Linked DNA regions of Mus musculus: region 1 is linked to region 2. A link is a contact called in public HiChIP or PLAC-seq data. All regions are on one chromosome and are shown on one strand. Each heading gives the region's core, a stretch centred on a gene start, on an enhancer-like site or on the middle of the called end of the contact. The rest is flanking DNA. Distances are from core to core; before and after follow the strand shown. Region 1 overlaps Fsip2l (fibrous sheath-interacting protein 2-like). Region 2 holds the start of Rbmx2 (RNA binding motif protein, X-linked 2).

Region 1 (3,631 bases), core at 1,121-3,620, 170 kb after region 2:
CTTTATCTAGCCACTCTTCCTAGGACCTCTGCATCCATTCTTTCCTCTTTATTCCTTCCAATTTCCCCTCTATCCCCTACCACTTTTTGCATTCACACATCTCCTTTATTTTTTGTACTTATTGATCATTTTAAACTGTTTCCTTCATGTGCTTTATTTTTGTTACATTCTTTTTTCATAATCTTTTCTACTGTCTTCTTCCTTGTATATTTCTTTATATCTGTCTATCTACTTATAACATGCATTTTATCTGTGTATCTATTGATACATTTATGCATCTATCCATCTAGCTACCTACCTACCTACCCACCCACCCATACTTCTGCTGCCTGCCTGCCTGCCCATCCATCCATCCATCCATCCATCCATCCATCCATCCATCCATCTTCTATTTATCTCCATCCCCATCATGAGTTTATTTGCCTTCTCCCTGATTTCAGTTGCACTTAATTTCCTCAGTGCCTCCCCATTTTAAACACCTCTCTGGCTTTTTCATTCTCCTATTTTCTTCTTTTCTTCCATTTGACCCTCCCCCATAACTTGAACTCTTTAAAAATTCTTGTCTTCCCTCACCTTTGCTTTCTGCTTCCTGCTTCCTGTTTTCCTCCCCTCCTTAAACTGGTATCTAGAGAGTTGCTTGATGATTCCCTTGGAAAATCCTGATTTGGCTCTCTTTACAGATGGGAGTTCCTTTCTGAAATATGGATCTTCAGAACAAGATTTTCTATAGTAACCCTTGCTGACACCCTTGAAAGGGAAGCATCCCTCCAGAGAACAGAGACCAACTACTACAGTCAATAGCTTTAACCAGAGCTCTAAAGTTAAATAAGAATGTCACCATCTACACGAAGTATGACCTTTTATTCCTCTATGCCTATACAGTGTCATGTAAGGAGATTGTACTCAATTATGTCTGGAGCCTTCAATCTTCCAAAAATAATAGTCAAAGTAATGAGCTCTTCAACAGAACTTAATGAAACTGACCAAGAATGAGCCTGAACCTCTCCTGAACCTCTCTCTTCCCCTTGCCTATGATCCAGATCTGAAACTACTCTCATGGTTGTGGTTTCAGCCTCAATAAAATGCTATGTTGGAGACCTTTTCTTCTTAATGAGTTCTTAGCAACTAAATAGAAAGTTTATTTCTATTTATCATGCAACTTTAGATCAGTTGCAACAAGCTATTCACAAGTGCTCAAAAACATGGCCCTTACTACTATCAGGAAGGCAAGCCCTCTTCAGCCTTGGGGGATGTAGTGATGATCTGACTTAAAACCCATCCTTAAAACCCATCTGGAACGGACACTATAAGAAGTTTTTCTGCCCTTTCTGCAGTAAAAGATCCTCAAATTAACTTCTGGATTCCCACAGCTGCCTCAGACCTTGGACCAGACCCTCTACATGGGCACTCCAACCCAAGAAATGCCTTGTTCTTTTGAATAAGTAGCTTATAAAAGGCCTAAGGTATCTCTTCAAACAAAGTAAACTGATGTTTTGTTATCTTCAATTTCCTGCCATAAGGGCTGACCCTTGTTCTCTCTAGCCCTCTTAACTTTTATGGATTTACTTCCTCCATTCTTGGGACATGCCCCCAATCTTTTAAAATATCCACCCTTTGCCAACACCTGCACAAACTAGATGAAAACTTACAACCATATGCTTCCTTTCCCTGGGTTTCTTCATTTGTGGGGTACTTACACTTTGGACACTGTAACAATGGTGAAAAGAGTGGGCCCCACCAGGTAAATACCTTCAGAGAACAGGTTCTTAAAGCTTTTCCCCTCATCTGAAGCCTTTACTAACTTCTGTTTTTTTTTCTACGCAGTCTGTTTTTTTTTCTTCTAACGCAGTGTCTTCAATAAAATAACTTTCTAAATGTGACCAACCCTCCAATTCTCCAATCCCTTCCTTGAAACCATCCACAACATCTTGATATGTCCCTACAGTTTATATCTACTAGTTTTTACTACACAAACTCCAATGAAATATTAACTATCTCCATCAAGTTTGACAGTCTACTTGGAGTCCACCATGCAGGCCATTAAAGCTCAACTGTAAAGCCTTAACTCAATGGCTTATGTGGTCCTTTAAACTTGGAGAGCCTTAGCCTTTTGCACTTCTGAGTGTAGTTTGTGTTGTGATTGAGATCCGTTAGACCCAAGATGGTTTTCATAATCTGAAATAGGTCTTCTACCTTTTACCATAGCTCATTAGAAAAACCTCTAAATGGGACCCCTGACAGCTGTTAGTCTTCAATAGTCTTTCACAGCCTGAAATATTTGTAACTGCCTTTGCCCTAATTCTCTTTCCCCAATACCAAGGGCAGTTAGGGCCACCTGTTCTGAGGGGGTACTGAAGCAAAAGACAGTTAGGCAGGCAGTTAGGGACACCTGTTATTAGCGTGGATTGAAGCAAGAGGCAGTTAGGCAGTTAGGGAGGATTGAAGCAAGAAGCAAGAGGCAGTTAGGCAGTTAGGGAGGATTGAAGCAAGAGGCAGTTAGGCAGTTAGGGAGGATTGAAGCAAGAGGCAGTTAGGCAGTTAGGGAGGATTGAAGCAAGAGGCAGTTAGGCAGTTAGGCACTTAGTCCTAGGAAGTAAGACCCTGATCCAACTACCTCAACGGAATTTCCTGACACTAATCCCATGTGAAGTCTTATGACCTTTCAATTATTGTGTTAGTTCATTATGGACCTATCATCTTATGCACCACAAGGCAAGTCACCTTTAACTCCATACCTAAAGTTTTCCTATCTTCCTCTCTGTTCTGTAACCATTTAAAAATGCACAGTCCTTGGCAATTAATGGTGTCCTGTCCTGAAACTCTTCATGCATTAGGAGTTCTCTTTTCTAATAAATGATACTGGTTGGAGCACTCGGGTCTAAGGGACTCATTCTTTATTGTCTAGAGAACAGGATCCTGACCTCAGTAACTTGTTACGCTATGCATTCCAGCTTGCTGCCTGCAATCCTTTACGCTTGCTTTATCCTGTCCATCATTCATCAGGTTTAGCCTTGAAAATGCTTCCCTTTGTCTCGTTAAAATAGTTTTATATGCTATTAAACTAGTTTATAAATTATTATGTTAATATATAATATACATTATAGCATTATATACTATTAAACTATTTTATAAACTATTAAAAACTATTGAGTTTTATATATTTTACTATACTAATTTTTGTTTTTCCTTTTCTTTCTTCCCACCTTTTACCTACTTGCTTACCTTCCTGCTTATCTATCTATCTATCTAACTATCTATCTACCTACCTATCTATCTATCTATCTATCTATCTATCTATCTACCTACCTACCTACCTATCTATCTATCTATCTATCTATCTATCTATCTATCTATCTATCTATCTACCTATCTACCTATCTATCCGTCCATATATCTCTATCCATCCATCCATCCATCCATCCATCCATCCATCCATCCATCATCTATCTGTCTCTCTATCCATCCATCTACCATCAATGATCAATTTTCTGGGGTCTTGCTCTTTTTCTTAACCTCTACTTTTAAAATTTGTCCCCTACAATATAATTTCACTTATATTACCAGTCCCTACATCTCAGTCTTACATTCCCTCCAACTCTTTAACAATTCTTTCCTTATATACTTTCCTTCT
Region 2 (3,363 bases), core at 586-3,085:
TCCCCAGTTCACAGACAGAAGAGGAGAAACTTTCCTTGCTGGGCAGCTTTTGCTTCTTGCCGGAAACTGGTTGTAGCTTGAGCCACTTGATGGGACACTTAACATCATCAAAATGCTATTATGGATGGCCTAATATCTGGTGCTCTGAATAAGGCTCTCCTAGACTACTCATCACTCATCTCTGGACCTTCACTTTTAGAACATTATGGTTCATGACCAGATGCTGATAGAGACATATGCAGGATGAATGAAATCTTCTATATGGGGTAATATCACACATTATGTGTCATCATGTTTTCTCTTTGTTAGGTAGCTAGACAGACATTAGTAAGTTTGGAGGATGGGCCCCTCCATTAGAATAATCTTTCCTTTCTTTAAGGTTTAGAATGCCATATGTAAAGGTGGAGGTATCAGAGCCTTGTTAAAGCTCATTAAGAGAAAGTTACTTCCTCTTGTTAAAAGAATGGATTCTGAGTTCTACCTCTGGCCCTAATGATGGAGACGTAATATTCTGATCAGCCTCAAAAGAGAATATTACATGTTGTCTCTTACCTTAAGAGTTCCATACTGCCTCTAACCACAACATTTGGGAGGCAGAGACAGGTGGATCTCTGTGAATTTCAGGCCAGCCCGCTCTACAAAGTGAATGCCAGGAGAGTCACAAGCTCTATAGTGAGACCACGTCTCAGGGGGAAAAAGAGAGTTCCATGCTTCTGAATTGGTAGAATAAATATTGTGAAAATGGGTATACTTCCAAAATTAATTTGCAGATTTCATGCAACACCTTTCAAAATTCTGATGTATTTCACAGGTTTAGAAAAATAACACAAGAATTGATATGGAACTACAAAAGACAATAGGTAGAAAAGAAATCCCAAGGAATAAGAACAATGCTGATAGCATTATAGGACCTGACCTCAAATTTTACTATAGACCTATAGTCATAAGGACAGCCTGGTATTGCTATAAAAGTAGACATTAATATCAATGAAATAGAATAAGAGAATCCAGAATAAAATGCCAAAGCTATTCCTATTTAATTTTTGACAAAGGAAGCAAAAACATATATTGGGAAAAAAATAACCTACTTAAGAAATATGCTGGAAAAACTGAATTTCTATCTGAAGAAGACAGAAATTATGTGAGTGCAAGTGCCCACAGAGGCCAGAGGAGGATCTTCTGAAGTTGGAGTTGTGAGCCACCTGTTTTGGGTGCAGGTTCTCTGGAAAAAAATCAGCAAATGGTCTTAACCACTGAGCCACCTCTCTAGACCTTCAAGCTAATTTTTTTGAAGCTCAGTTTTTTTCCTCTGTAAAATGGGGATGGTAACTGTATTTCATGGGGTTGTTGGGCGGTCAGCCTGGTCTACAGAGCGAGTTCCAAGACAGCTAAGGCTACACAAGGAAACAAACAAGAGATTGAATGAAAAATGCAAATGGCAGAAAGTGAGCCGCCCCCTGGGAGGCAGAGGTTTAGGGTAGGGGCAGGGTGAGGAGTGCTGGGAGGAGCCAATGGTGTGAGCCTTAGCCTGGGGTTTGAGATCTAACAGAGATAACGTGCATAAATTGTCTCTCATTCACAACCTTTAAGTTCTCTAACTCTTTAGTTGATAGGTACTAGTTTGACAATGCTAATTTTTGCCTGCTTGTTTATACGTGGGCATTTAATTCCGACTGGCAGAGGAACACAGGGTCCCCCCATCGCTCTCCATCAAAAAGGGGGCGGGGACTGACTTGGGAACTGTCCCTCCACAGGAGCGAATGCCTGAGAAAGCACCTTCACCTTACTGCGCAGGCGCCAGGGCTTAGCGGGCCGGAACTTCCGGCGGAAGTTCCGCCTCGCGGGCCCCGTGCTCCAATCTGAGCTGGGTGTTCGGGTCGCGGGAGCGCTTTGGAGCCTCACCCGGAAGCTGTTGTCGTCTGAAGCGAGCCGCGCGAAGATGCGAATATGAAGTAAGGATTCTGTTTCTCTGCGGATAGGGGCGGGAGTGTTCTCCGCGGAAGGGAGAGTGGCTTGAGGATGGCCGCCCAGAAAGGGCGGGGACCGGTCCTCGCCCTCCGGGCCTCCGGGCGGGAGAAGCTCGGTAGGGAGAGGGCGGGCTGGGAGGAAAAGTACTTATCGCACTTACCGGCTTGCCTGCCACCCGCGCAGCCCTCTGACTAAGGTGAAGCTGATCAATGAACTGAATGAGCGAGAGGTTCAACTTGGAGTGGCGGAAAAGGTGTCTTGGCACTCGGAATACAAGCACAGCGCCTGGATCTTTGTTGGTGAGGTCCCCATTTTTCTCCAGCAGTGCCTTTCAGAGTCCGCCCCGTCCCTTCCCCTCCCCTCCCCATCCCTCTCCATCCCTCTCCCCTCCCCTCCCCTCCTCATCCCTCTCCTCTCCTCTCTCCACCCCTTCCCCTCTCCTCCCTATGCCCCCTCCCCCGGTTATTTAGTGCCCCTGGTCATCGCTTCTGAACAAGCTCATCACCTCACACTCTGGAAGCTCCTCTGCTCACAGGTCCACTTTTCAGTTGCCTTCAGCGCTTCTTAGAATTGGTATTTGCCTTTCATTCTATTCAAAACCTTGCTACTTGGCTGCTCAGAGACAGTTCATTCCACAGTCAACCTATCACGATGTCAAAGAAACGGAGGCGCAGACAGGTTACTGGACTTGCTTAAGGTCACATGCTGCAGCACTTCAAAACTGTGGGGCTTGTGCTCTTCGTCACGGTCACATACCGATCGTGTGTGTGTCTGCCCTTCCTCACAATGATTTTTCTCCTCTCCTGGGCTTCTGCTCCTAGTCCTTAGCTGTACCGTGATGTACCTGGTCAGACATTAGCTGGATTTGAAGACATTAAGGCTTGATTCAAAATTAGCTTTACTCCGGCTGAACATTTGAAAGGCCACCTGAAAATGTGACAGGATCAGGGAAAGCTACTTCTGATGAAAAGAATAGAGTCTGGAGTACACCCCTGGCCCTGGGTAGATACCAGGACATTTTCAGGAAACCTACATGTTACATACTAGTGTGCCCCTTCCTTCAGACATAATCCAACAGAGCTTTAAGTCATCTGGCCAGTAGACACCTGTCAGGAAAGCTCAGTCACCGCCAGACACGCTAGGGACACGGGAGGGAAATGATCCCCAGTGCAGGTGGTGCTGATGTCCGCCCTAAGTCTACCTGCTGCTCTGAGGCCTCGCTGAGCCCCACCTCTCCCTTTCTTTCTGTTCTCTGGGTGCTGGCGGAAATCCTGAGCCTGCTTGCCCCTAACACGCTGGGCTTTCTCATCTCACATCTAAATGTTTTCCTGTCCCTTTGCGGCTACTGCTCTGTCCCCATTTTTGTGCACTCCTGCTTGCTCCACCTCCTAATTC

Evidence for each region. HiChIP or PLAC-seq counts read pairs in DNA pulled down with a chosen protein or histone mark.
Region 1: an H3K27ac HiChIP or PLAC-seq map of large pre-B cells shows a contact between it and region 2, with 3 times the contacts expected there. The contact joins the enhancer-like site here to the promoter of Rbmx2 in region 2. A contact is called at or near these places in 4 of 39 promoter capture datasets (the C10 cell line, HPC-7-derived erythroid cells, pre-B cells and 1 more), 1 of 484 Hi-C or Micro-C datasets (myeloid progenitors) and 2 of 115 datasets of contacts at active chromatin or transcription factors (the 230-238 cell line and large pre-B cells).

The regions. Positions count from the first base shown.
Region 1 is chrX:48,864,296-48,867,926 of GRCm38.p6, forward strand. All of the region lies in intron 8 of Fsip2l (fibrous sheath-interacting protein 2-like), which reads right to left. Among named protein-coding and RNA genes, the nearest start is that of Fsip2l, 12 kb to the right of the region's middle. Within about 2 kb of position 2,371, at least 5 of the 459 cell types and tissues checked have an H3K27ac peak or open chromatin away from gene starts, as enhancers often do.
Region 2 is chrX:48,693,169-48,696,531 of GRCm38.p6, forward strand. Rbmx2 (RNA binding motif protein, X-linked 2) reads left to right here and starts at 1,836. Exons shown (of 6, transcript NM_173376.3): 1 at 1,836-1,952; 2 at 2,152-2,267. The coding sequence starts at 1,948.